2 separate regions of the Sus scrofa genome follow, and region 1 is linked to region 2. Evidence: chromatin contacts called from public HiChIP or PLAC-seq data. All regions are on one chromosome and are shown on one strand. Each heading gives the region's core, a stretch centred on a gene start, on an enhancer-like site or on the middle of the called end of the contact. The rest is flanking DNA. Distances are from core to core; before and after follow the strand shown.

Region 1 (6,238 bases), core at 2,165-4,664, 48 kb after region 2:
GCCAAGTTTAAGAGCCCTCTTTTCACTCCTAAGTTTACAGGATGCAAACAGTGTGTGCCACAGGCTTCGTTCGATTTCCTGTTCCAACTGTTTTTTGTTTGTATGTTTATTTGTTTTTACTTCACTCTCTTTCTCTGAGACCCATTGACACATTTTCTATTATTTAAACTCAGCTTTTTCAGCTTACGCCAGGCCCCTTTTTCTTCCAAGGGGCTGATTTTGCTTCCTGGATGTTTGAGGGTGAGACTCGGCCAGCATTTACCCTCCCTAGGATGTGGGTTATTACAGCATAAACGTCTCCTTCCAACCAACTCGGCTTACAGCCTCTCTGCTTCTGTGTTCTTTCTGAGCCAGTCTAAGAAGATGCCCTAACAGTGGTCCTTCACGGTAATGCACTCAGCTCACAGAATCTTACCTTGCAAAGTCCATGCCTTACACTGAAATGGAAAAGGAGCAAATTTGCCCCACCTCTGGTGTGACTCCAAACATCCAACCTTTGAGCACATGGTGCTCTCATGCTGAAACATTACACCATCCCCAGAGTGCAGAACTGCCTTCTCCCACTGCTGCTAGTTTACAGAGAGGGGCAGAGACATCAGTTTCCATGATGAAGCCTGTGTGTCTGGGTGGCGGGGAGACGGAAGAGGAATGAGCCCCTAAAAGACATGGTTCAATTTAGGCACCTTCCAACGGAAGAGGGCAGGGAAGGACTTTTTAAAATCCCTCCTACAGGCTCCCAGAATACATGAACTGACTAAAACACCACTCATCATCAGGCCTTTAAAAGTCACATTTCTTGGTCTCGGTAATGAGAATCTTTTAATGTTTGTTTCCATAGGATCAGAAGAAGACAAGGTCTTGATCCTAGCCTGGGAATCAGAATTCTCTGGATTAAATGCTTTAAGATTCCCTTCTCTGTTTTGAGTCTGATTTCTAGAGCAGCTTTTTTTTTTTTCCCAGAAGATAACTGCCAAATCTATTAGCTTTTGACAAATATTGAAAGGATCATAAAAAGACGCATCCCTTGCAGTTCACGTCCACTGTTCAAACATATAGAAATGAATACCGAAGTGGACGCCCTTGAGCCCCAGGGGAAGCGGGAGGAGGTGAGAGGCAGACGTCCTCGCTGTTCAGGGCATGCAAACCAAACCCACCTCTCCCCACGGTGTTCTTTCAGCCAGTCAGTCCACACACATTCATTCAGTTCCCACTACCTCCCCAGCGCCCAGGGCACTAATACCCCATCCTTACTCTTCAGGACAAGCCAGCCCTCTCTCCTTTTCTCTCTCCCCTGACCTTTGAAACGCTGCGGAGAAAGATGTTGGTTCACTAAGAGAAGCCAACTCCGAGCAGACAGGAATTGCTCCAACAGAAACAACCAGGCCCGAGGGAGGTCCTAGCGATCTCTCCCTAAGAGAGATGCGCGAGGACCTGGTTCTGCCGCTGTCTGGACTGGTCCCTCGGGCTCTCTGAACCTCCGTTTTTCCCATATCTATTGAATAAAGGCTGGAATAATTTATCCCCAAGTCCCCTTTCAGTCTTAAGCTTCGACTTTTCCAAGCTGCTAAGGCGCCTTTCCATGCTCAGCACCGTGTGCCCCAGGAGGCACCCCGTGGCAGGTCAAACACCTTTCTCAGCCCCTTGCCCCGTCCTGCGCTTCAGGTTCATAGTGGGTGATCCCAGGTATGCAGGTGCTCAGCTCTGACAAGTGTTCTTTCTTTGAGGCCGGGTCTGTTCCTGCCTTGCTTTTGCACTGAGTACTGCAGGGTACTCGCCGCCTTTACAAAGCCCAGGCAGGGGAACGTCTCCTCCCTGCTGGGGATAGGGTAAGACGCTGGAGACGCCACCACCAGCCAGCCCCCCATTTGAAAAACGGGGGAACATTGGCTTCTCCGGGTTGTGGGGGGCGTTTTGCCACCGCATCCCCGCGCTCCGCTCCCAGCCTTGCTTCAGAATTGCCCCTGCCTGGGAGGCAGGCGGGGCGCGGGTGCAGCTCCGAGGCCACTCAGGTGCGTGTCCGCGGCTGGCGCGCTGGGACCCCTCGCCCGCACCCAGACCTACGCAGGAGGGCGCTGCCCTCTGGCGACCAAAGTGGGAGACGCAGCGCGGCCCGAGGTCGGAGGAGTCCTGTGGCGGCGGATCCTGCGAAGGGCTTGTGACTGGGAAAGTACGCGGATTCCTTCTCTAGGTGTGGGCTCTGGGGCATTGTGGTTTCCCTCTATGACCAGGATAGATAGGTAGGTAGATAGATAGATAGATACATACATACATACATACATATATGCATACATACATACTAGACAATAAATGTGGAGTAGGTAAATGATAGACAAATGGAAAAGTAGATGGACGCGTGGTTTTTAGGGCTTGCTCTGTGCGGGCAAAAGGCTAAGTGTTCGGGCTCATGGTTTCATCTGCAAGTCTCCGGAACCCTATGAATAGCTCCTGCCCCTGTTCTTCCTCAGTATCTCTGTCCCTCATTACCTATGTCTCTATTTTCCAAATGGGGAAACTGAGGCCTCAGGCCAGGTAAATGGTTTGCTTTAGATAATCTTCTGCAGCGCTCGGAGAGCGATCAGATCTCAATCCACAGCCCCAGCTTCCGCCATCAACGCTCTACCCGCGTCCTCAGCCAAGTCGATGTGCGCGCCCTAGGGCCTCTACGCCCCGGGTACCGCACCCCCCACACACCTCTCCCTCAACATCGCCCCGGCCCCACAAACCCTCTCATTCGTGGAAATCTCCCAAGACCCTGGGCAGAGCGCTCGAGGCAGCCAGCCCCTGACTTGGAGGCCCACCTGGGGAGCGGGGTGAAGGCGGGTCCCCTCCGGCGGTGACCGCAAAGCATGCGACCAGCTGGGAATGCCGCTCCCCAAGCGTGGGCTTTACCGCGTGCGCGCTCGGGTAGGGGGTCTCATGATTGTGAAAGGGGAAAACTCCGTCCCGAGATTTTAAGATTCCCGGAAAGTTTCATTCATTCCTTTAACGGTCAGCTGAGCTCCTACTACGCGCCTGACGCTGTTAGGAGGGAAGTGTAGTGTGGGGACAGGCCGGCCGGCAAGTGACGACCGTCTGGGCGGCTGTGCCTGGTGCCCGCCGGGACCGCGGGGGCGCTCCAGGAGGGTCTCCAGCCGATTCCAGAATCTAAATCCGTCCATCCTGCTGACACCCCCACACCTGGCCTCTTGCCCGGAGCCCGCGCCCAGGGAGGGTGACTGCAGGGACTATGCGCGGGGGAACGTGATCACATCCCACTCTCTCCCCAACTTTCCTGACTGCCTTGGTGTGTCACCCAGTCGAGGGCTGGGACGCCACGCGCGTCCCCCAGCCCGGGCCGGGACCCTCCTTCCGGCGGGGGCGGCGCGCGGCCGGCGTAGGGCCTGCGTCAGCGACAGCCCGCCGGCGATTGGGGCGCGCAGCCTCCTGCGCTCGGGGGCGAATTATAAAGTGGCTCCGGCCGCCGCAACCCGGCCGGCGAGGGAGGCAGGCGAGGCAGGCGCCCGGACCCTGGGCTGCAGCCGCGGCGACGCCGAGGACCGCGACGGTCAGCCCCGGCTGCCTCCAGCCTGCTCGCCTCTCCTCTCCGTCCAGAGTCCGCCCGGGACGTGCGCTCTCTGACCATCCTGCGCTCCGAGCAGCCTCATCGTGAGTCAACTTGGCCAAAGCTCGCTTTGCTCAGTGGGGTTGGGGCCGTTCACCAGCTGCGTTTTACCCGCGTTTCATTGCATGGGACTCCCCAACTTTCTTCCGCTCCCTGTTTGTGACCCGGGTCAATGTCGCGCCTCCTCGGGTTCCTGCGCTCTTGAATTTGGTCTCTTTAGTCCGCTCCAAAATCCTGCCCCGGACCGCGGCTGCCTGGAAAGAGAGCGAATGCCCCGGGCGCCCTGGTCTCCGGGCTACAGTGACAACTCGGGAACCGCGAGGCCATCGGAGGGGTCCCCTGGGCGGGCGGGGGCCCCAGGAAAGAGTGTCCCGGCGAGCTCGGGTTCGCCAAACCCCCCTTTGGGGCTGCTCGGCGAAGGGTCCTCCCCCCGCAAGGACCTGCTCTGCGCCTCCGCAGCTTCGCAGCTCCTGTGCCCTCTTCCCGCAGCCCCATGGCGCCGTTCCTGCGACTCTGCACTTGGCTGCTGGCGTTCAGCCCCGGGCTCCTGGCGACCGTGAGGGCAGAATGCAGCCAGGACTGTGCGACGTGCAGCTACCGCCTGGCGCGCCCAACCGACCTCAACCCTCTGGTGAGTGTTGTGCGCGGCGCAGGAGCGGCTAACCGCGACCCTGCGCCGGCAGCCCGGGCCCGCCCCGCGAGGCATCTCGTGGTCACAATCGGCGCAGACCCCTGATGACCCAGCTGTCCCCGACTGTTCCCCAAATGCTGACCAAGGTCCTGCTGTAGCTCTCGGCTTTCGGGACCCACGACTATCTAGGGCCCGGTAAGGGCGGCGGTGTCTCCACGCAAACCAAGTTTGTTTCAACCCCGGGAATGCAGGAACCCCGAGCTCTGCTCTTTTCAGCACCTCGGAGAGCACTGGGTTGTCACCTCACCTGCCCCAAGGAAGCCGCTCAGTCACCCTGCCTCCTCACATAGGCCACCAAGGGCCCCTTCCACACACATCTTTCCATCCTACTTGCAAATAATGTTGACATTTTTCATTTGTGATATTTTATCGCCTTTCTTTGAATGTCCTTTCTCTAGCACTTTTAACCTCAGGTCCCTCAGGCCCTGAGCGTCACCCTTGGGTAGAAGAGAGCAAGGGGATGGGGCAGGGATAAAGGGAGAGGAGGAAGGGAGAGCACAGTAGGAGAGGAAGAGGTCAGAGACTGTTTCACAGGCGAGCGGTTCTGGCATCCAACCTCTGTCTTGTACAAGGTACAAGAATGCACCTTGTAACCCCTACTAAGACAACAGTTTAATTTGGCACAGGAGAGGTGGGAGTCCAAAGAGGCGGTAAGGATGCCAAGATAAATTACGCAGGGGCTTGGGGGAAAATCTAAGGGCAGAAGAACTGTCATTCTAATCGCAGTCGTTGCTCCACTGCGTCAGAATCTCAGGAAGCTTCAGCTTCACGATCCCCCACCCCTATGACTCCTCTGCACTCTCTTCACAATTTGTCGAAATTCTGGAATGACTTAAAAAGTTCAGCAGAGAATAATGTACTAATCCAAAGAGTTAAGTTCCTCCCTAGAGCCTCCAAAGCAGTTTTGTTATGTCGATCCCTAAAATAAGGACAAAAATCAAAGGAAAGATTCCACAGAACTCAGGGCATTTATTTCCCATTAAATGTTTGTTCCACTTGGATTACATGACCCCTTTCATTTGACAAGATACAGGGGAGGGCATTATATTTAAACTCTGAAGAAAGTGTCACATTGTCAATAGGGGGGAACAGTCCCCTTCATCTTTTTTTTTTTTCTTTCTGATTTGTTATTTGCTTAACTGGTGGGGTTTGCATTGGGTCTTATTTAGAGCTGTTATTTTCTTTAGGACAGAAAGCTTGCCGATAACTGTATTGTTGCGATTACAGGAGCTCTAGAATTTTCACTCGGATGGAAAAGACATATGAAAAATGATGTTGCCTAGCCAGAACTATGTGGTAAAGTCAACATAACGAATATTTATTGGGCTTCTACCATGTGAAAGACACTTGTGCTCGTTCTGTGCTGGATGCAAAGATGAGCAGGCCTGCCACAACTAGTGTCCAAGTTGACTTTACCATCTAAAACAGAGTATTCTTCAATATGACTGTGTTATTCTGATTATTTGCCATTATTTGTCTTTGAAGGAATCTCAACATGAAAGAAGGCTTTTGGCAATAGGATACAAAATATTCAACATTAATTTTTGGCAAAGAGATCATGCAAATTTCATTTTAGAATGGAAATATTGACACCTGAACATCTCAAATTTTTCATGATGTGTAGATTTCTTAATCAGATATCAAGAATAAAACAGGGCCATTTTATTTAGATCTTTAGATTTTTGCATAGGCATATATTTAATTTTCTTAGACACAAAGCTTAAATAATCATTAAGAGTTGGTTAAATATATACCCTAAAGACTTTTGTTGCACTATTAGATTGCTTTCTTTCGTAGTGAAAATAAAATCTATGTATTTCATATTAAGTAACATACCATATTTTTAAATCCCAAGAAAGGGCCAGGTTTTTAATGCCTAAATCAAGGGTTGTTAACTAGGTTCTATAGGTAGACTTTCAGAGGCCATAAAACCCCTTGAATTGCTA
Region 2 (6,241 bases), core at 1,481-3,980:
GTTTAGAACAAACCAAGAGAGTCTCGGCGGCAGACAAACGCAGGTAAACAAACGCATCAGGTTTGAAGCGAAGGAAGCTGCACTGGAAGAACGCAGCTGACACTTAGGACATAACGGAGCATCACGTCCTCCGCTGGAACCACACCCCCAGCCCCATGCAGGCCGAGCTGGACCACAGCCCTCCTCTCCACAGGGTGGTGGACCCAGGACAAGCTGTTCTGGAAAAGAGGCCACCCCAAGAGGGACTCCAGCTCCTTTTCCCCATCTCACAATGGGACCACTTGCCTCCCTCCCTTTGCGACAGCAAGTGAGGGCCAAGAAAGGAGCACTTTCCTCTAAAACTCCGGAAGGGGCGGGACTTCCTATTTCTCGTTTGGGGCCGAGGTAGGACGATGGGGAGGGGAAAGAATGATGCCTCCTGCAAGCTGTCATCCACCCTGATGAGTGTGCTGGCTTTGTGCTGGGTCCTGGGGATACAGAGATCGATGGGGGTCGAGGTTCCTGTCCTTACTCCCACAAGCTGGCGGGGGTGGGAAAGGCCGCATAAAACAAACCACTCTGGAGACTATCTATAGCCCTGTTGCCTTTAACCAATATACCAAAGGCAACAATTCTGTAGATATTTCAGGAGATGTGTCTGAACTCTCCGTTGTCTAAACCTATATCCTGAGACCTGGACCGGGAAGGGTCAGTCCATCCCCCCCACACACACACAGATGCACACACACACACACACACGAATTACACACACATAGATGTAACACAGATGAACACACACACAAACCACACACACATTACACTGTAACACAGTCTTCCAGAATCTCAGACCATTTTAAAACCCAACCCATGTGGATCCCCTTCCATATGCCGCGCTGGTCTAGGAGCATCTGAGAAAGTAGAAGGCACGATGCTTGCATTTTAGACAGAAAAATGTAAAAGCAAGATAATTATTTCTGGTACCACGATACAGGCAAGTCTATGGGACATCTGTACAAGACGAACTGGCACTGAGAAGGAGGAAAAGTTATCACAGGCTGGCATCTTCCGCAGAGGCATCCGGGAGAATCTGGTTTCTGTCTAGACTTGAAGAATGTGTCTAGACAGAGAATAAGAAAATTTTCCAGAGGAGAGAAACTGCTCCTTGGAAATGCTTGATCCGGGAAACACACTGGGGGAAGCAGGAGATGTGGACATCACCAAAGCAGAGGGGCCACAGGTGTGTCACTGCTCCACGGTGGATGGCAGCCCACCTGCTGGACAAGGTGGGGAGTGACCTCCAGGCAGCCAGCCCTCATCTGCAAACACACAGGATGCCAGCCCTGGAGGGATGCCCTGCCTACCTGGGACCAAAGGGGGAGGCATGCAGAATAATCCTCACATGGACCAATCAAGCAAACCCTCGGTTAACCCATCAAGTTGCCCCGCACTGGCCATCACTGTCACCAAGTGCTTCAGGGCACAGGGACAGCCTCACTGCAGAGCCCCTGACAGTCTTAAGAAACAACACAGAGCCTGCTGGCACTCTCAAAGCCACTTTCTAAAGCACCACCTGCACTGCCACCTTCCCAGGAGACCAGGGACCCGATGGGCCCCCCTTCCCCTGGCTCCTCATTGGCACCAGGCCTGGGCTGAACTTGGGCTCCTCTGTCTCCTGCAGGTTCTCATCTCTCAGCTGAAATTTGGTGTTGAAGGTTCAACAGCCTAAGGTTCACCCGGTGGGGGGAGGGTGTGCTGTCCCCACCACACGGGGACATCTGGCCCAGGAAGAGTTGCTTGTTCGGCTGTAGAAATGGATGCTGGGCCAAGAGTGAGTGTGTCGTCATAGAAACAGCATCTGTTTTGCCTCGTGGGGAAAAAAGAACGACGGTTATTCTTCTCATGAGATCACCAGGCTTTGCCAAGGACGTGTTCCAGCACAGGGAGTTCAAAAGCTGCATTCCTCTCCCCCCCAGCATCAGTCCTGCCTCCTCAGCACTGACCCCTCATCACAGGGGGTCTTTCCCAATAAGAGGACCCGAGGCCATTGCCCAGCATTACAGTTGTGACAGGACATCAAAGACCCTTTGTGTTTTTTTTTAAATAAATTCACCTTAATTCTAAGAGACTTTGGAATCAAACTCATCGCACAAGTTTCCTGCTGTTTCCAGATCAGTTCCTTCCTAGGTCACTCAGGGACCTGTCACTTTCCCATCTCCACCCAGGAAAACCAGTGCGCCTTTTAGCAACCAGCTGCAGATCCAGAAAGGAGAACAGTAGGCAGGCACGAGAGTTACCTCTTTCTCTTATTTAGTGCAGTTCTTTGACAGAAAACAACGGCTCGGATGGAGGCTGGAACAGGGAGCCTTTAGGGCTGCAGGTCTTCAAAGCCCCTGTCCCCTCTGTGCACAGAGGGAGCTCAGTGGGAGCTCCATGATCCCTTCCCCTCCCCCCAGCACGGCGGGGCTCTGGCCACCTGCCAGGGTGACACTGCCCAGGAAGACACAGGCTCACTCCTGGGGTGGGGGTGGGGGGCAGGTAAGGCAGGCCAGCCTCCCCTGCAGGCCCTGTTGTGGCTGGACTGAAATGCCACCCCCTTCCTCTGAGGTGGGCCCCGGACATCTGTCTTGTCCATTTTCTGCCTCTCATCTTTCTTCCTTTCGTCTCCACCCCATCCACCCGCTGGACACTGAGCAGGGAAAGGCCTTTGAAACTCAGCAGTTCACATGACAGCGAGGCCCTAAGGTTTCCGATGGTCTCCTTCCTTCCCCCTTGTCCTGCCTGGACTGCATCTGGCGGGTGGGGGTGGGGATGTCTGAGCTTCCTCGGTCCCTGGTGGACCAGGGGGCCACGGCCGGAGGTCTGGAGGTCAGGCAGGCACTGGGTCTGCTGCAGGGCCCTTGGTGAGCTCCGTGAGAGCAAGGCGGAATGCAGGGTTCTGGCAAATGCCCACACTGTTCACCTCTGCTCCTGAATCCCCGCCCAGGCGTCTCGAGATCTCCGCTGTGGGACTGACCTCCTTCTCAGCAGCCGGCACAGCCCTGCCTTGGTTCTCACAGGGGATGGGTCTCCCCTTCCACCTACCCTGCAGCCGTCGACAATGGGATCACGACACCCTCTATGCAAGCCCGCTGTGCTCACCTAGTGGTTTCAACATCAGCCACCCTGTCCCTCCTCCTGATGCCTTCTCATGAGACTTTTCCAGGCCACCCAAGGTCAAAGCAAGCCCATGGTCACTAGCACTAGACACCTCTGCCTAAATATGCCCAACTGCCATTTTCTTTACTCAGATGTGGCTGCAGGATGCTCCCAGGACACGCCCAGATCCCAAGGGGCAAATGAAGCCAAGCCTTCAGCTTTGCTCTGGTCCACCCAGAGCCCCGTCTCTAAAGTGGGGGCCCAGCACATGAGTAACACAGCACTCGGAGGCTCAGTGGCTGCCTGCCTTCCCTCCCACAAGCCTCTGGCCAGAAGGGACCTGTCAAGGAGACACTGTGTTATAATGTCCCCATCCAAAGGAAGTCTGTCCTGCCCCAGGGATGCAGAGTGAGAAAATCAACTTGCAGGAAAGAGAAAACCCCAAATATTATCCCCATCTACTTCCTTCAAGCTTTCTAATAACAACAACAACAAAAATGTGATAAAGTCATTTGTTACTGTTAAAGCAAAAAAGAGACATGGTCATTCATCTCAATGTCATTGAACCGAAATCATCAAACACTATGATAGGACAGGAATGATTTAGAGGGGTGTCTTACAGTGACAAGCCGTAAGAACTAGAAATTCTCAATGCAGAGAGCATTGAGGATATTTCTACTTTGTAGATGAGAAAGTCGCCATGGTCCCAGCTTAAATGACTTATCCTTGGTCCCAGGTCCAGTGAGAGTTAAGAACGGAAAGCACTTATGTTTGACACCAGTATAGTCAACTATAAGCATCCCCGCAATTTCCAAGCAACTGCAGATGAAAGAGAAAACAAACTAAACCAAAAGCATGTCTGGCCAAGGCAAGGCACATGCTCGGCAGAGCCACTGCATCAGAACAGGTGCAAACTGGGGAGATTCGGAGGGGCCCAGGGCCTCCAGACAATTAGGCACAGCAAAGAAAGCATCAGTGCCATATCGGTCCCTTTGCTCAACAAATCCTTACTAACCCTGCACTGGGAACCAGGTACCGTGGCAGGTCAGGGCAGAGGTGTAGGCAAGAGTGAGGTAGGCAGCTGCCTGCAGCAGCCAGACTGCCCCAGTCCCTCAGCTTTCCTCGTAAGGTGGCTCATTCCACATTTATGGCTTTGCCCGTCAGACACCTCTTGTAAACATTTCACCCTGCAACAAAGCACTATCCACTGTATACCCATAAGAATCAGAAGCCTGATATTACTCGTTTATATAAAAAACACATACATTGGATCCCAACCTGCACCATTTTTTAAAACAATAGCAGGCCACCCACATTGAAGCATGATTCACCGTGGCAGGGCTCACTGTGTTCTTTAACTACGAAGAAACGAGGCTTACACGATGCCAGCAGATTCCCAAAGTCCCTCAACGGATGAGCAACAGGGCTGAAACCAGAATTCAGATCTTCTGTTTCCTAGTAACTCCATCCAGGAACATCTCCTCGTCAACCAATAGGCCTCCGACTCGCTCCTAAGACCACATCCACGTCAAATGATGAGACAGCTCCCAACCAGTGTATTCTATCCCCCATCCATTTGACTGGAAATTTCAATGCTAAGCAAAACCTAGATTTTAGCATATCATCTCTGAGAAAAAAGTCAAATTAAAAAATTCAGCCATCATTTTGATCAAACAAGGCGATAGCCTCAGCCTGGTTCAAAATTAATATGTCGCCAGATGTTCGTTTGTTTGTTTTTTCCAACAAAGAGAATTACAGGAACACCATAGAAATGATAGCTGCTTTGGAGGAGAATCAGGAAAAAGGGGACGTCTTACTGAGTCTTAGAATTTCTGATTCCGTTAGCACATTTTTATCTGGATGGCTATCATGGAAATAAGGGCTATACCTGGGCCTCAAATGGAAGCCATCAAAGAGGCACTATTACTTTCAATATTGCACAGATACTTTAATTTATACATCTGCCAGCCTCACCATGAATTGGTTTCTTTGAGTCACGCACGTCCTTCAAAAAAAAGCTGTGAGCAGAAGTTTAATTTTTATAAGTTGTACTTAATCTTGCCTACGATGGTTCCAGAAATTTTCTTCCTAGGTACTCTCATTTACCATGGGTTATCAAATTATTTTAAATTGCCAGTATTTTTAAAGATACCATATTATTCTGTGTGTCACATTAGCAGGTGCTTACATTACTCAGAATTTTTGAGTCATGAAAAAGTTAATTACAATAGCCTTCATTATTTCTCTTCTATAATAAAAATGGACGCTTACAAATACCATTGGGGGGTTAATGCTTGATGCATGGATAACAATGAGCAGTGATTTTTAAAAAATCTGCTGTATTAAATCATATAATTGGACACAAAAGATTCAGGTGCAATTTGTTTTTGTAATTGTGTTCCAAGTGGTATAATTTTTAATTATACACAGAGAGTTCAGTGTTCCTTCCCTCAGTTTTTAAGCTGCAATTTTTCTTTTCTACCTGCAGCTCCTTTATGCATGTTTACCTCCCTTTGACATCAATTATTTGAATTCCTAGCTCAACAATAGATCCACAACTTACTCTTTTTTTTTTTCTTGTGCAATGGTATAAAGACAAGTATATGGCTTAAGAAATGCAGCATCACTCTGGAGATGAAAGTAGTTATAGATTTCTCTGATGAGAAAAAAAGTGTCTCTAGAATGGTCCTGGGATGATACCTTTCTCTCTTTTTTCAGGCAAGGAGCCTCGGCACGGTTATCTGCAAATAGCGACAGTCATCAATGATGTCCTTCCCCCAGGAGAGCAGTACCCCCTGCAGTGGTTTTGCCCAACTTTAACTCAGTAGGAGGTCCACAGCTGGGCTGTAGGTGGGTGACTGAGCAGCTGTCATCTTCCCGGTCCCCAGTGTTGGTCCCAGATTGATTCACCTGGAAATGTGTCATCTTAACGATGGAGCCCAACTCAGAGCTGACCCACCTGGGTGAAAAACCAGCTTAGACTGAGAAATTCTACTTTCCACTAGAAACTGGTCTGGGACATCTTCATGATGACTCTGAAATTGTCTTGAGGAAAAGAGATAATGTTGACTAATAGCATAACAGTAGTTAATAATCGGCACAAGGGACAGGAAAGGACATTATCCGG

What was found. HiChIP or PLAC-seq counts read pairs in DNA pulled down with a chosen protein or histone mark.
Region 1: an H3K27ac HiChIP or PLAC-seq map of skeletal muscle shows a contact between it and region 2. The contact joins the promoter of PENK here to the enhancer-like site in region 2. A contact is called at or near these places in 11 of 47 Hi-C or Micro-C datasets (embryonic fibroblasts, epiblast stem cells, fibroblasts and 6 more) and 1 of 2 datasets of contacts at active chromatin or transcription factors (skeletal muscle).

What each region holds. Positions count from the first base shown.
Region 1 is chr4:75,522,083-75,528,320 of Sscrofa11.1, forward strand. It overlaps PENK (proenkephalin-A), which reads left to right and starts at 3,415. Exons shown (of 3, transcript XM_003125621.5): 1 at 3,415-3,645; 2 at 4,091-4,232. The coding sequence starts at 4,095.
Region 2 is chr4:75,475,176-75,481,416 of Sscrofa11.1, forward strand. No RefSeq gene overlaps it. Among named protein-coding and RNA genes, the nearest start is that of PENK, 47 kb to the right of the region's middle. Within about 2 kb of position 2,731, at least 9 of the 83 cell types and tissues checked have an H3K27ac peak or open chromatin away from gene starts, as enhancers often do. A contact at or near this core is called in retroperitoneal adipose tissue, skeletal muscle and subcutaneous adipose tissue, where this site is marked.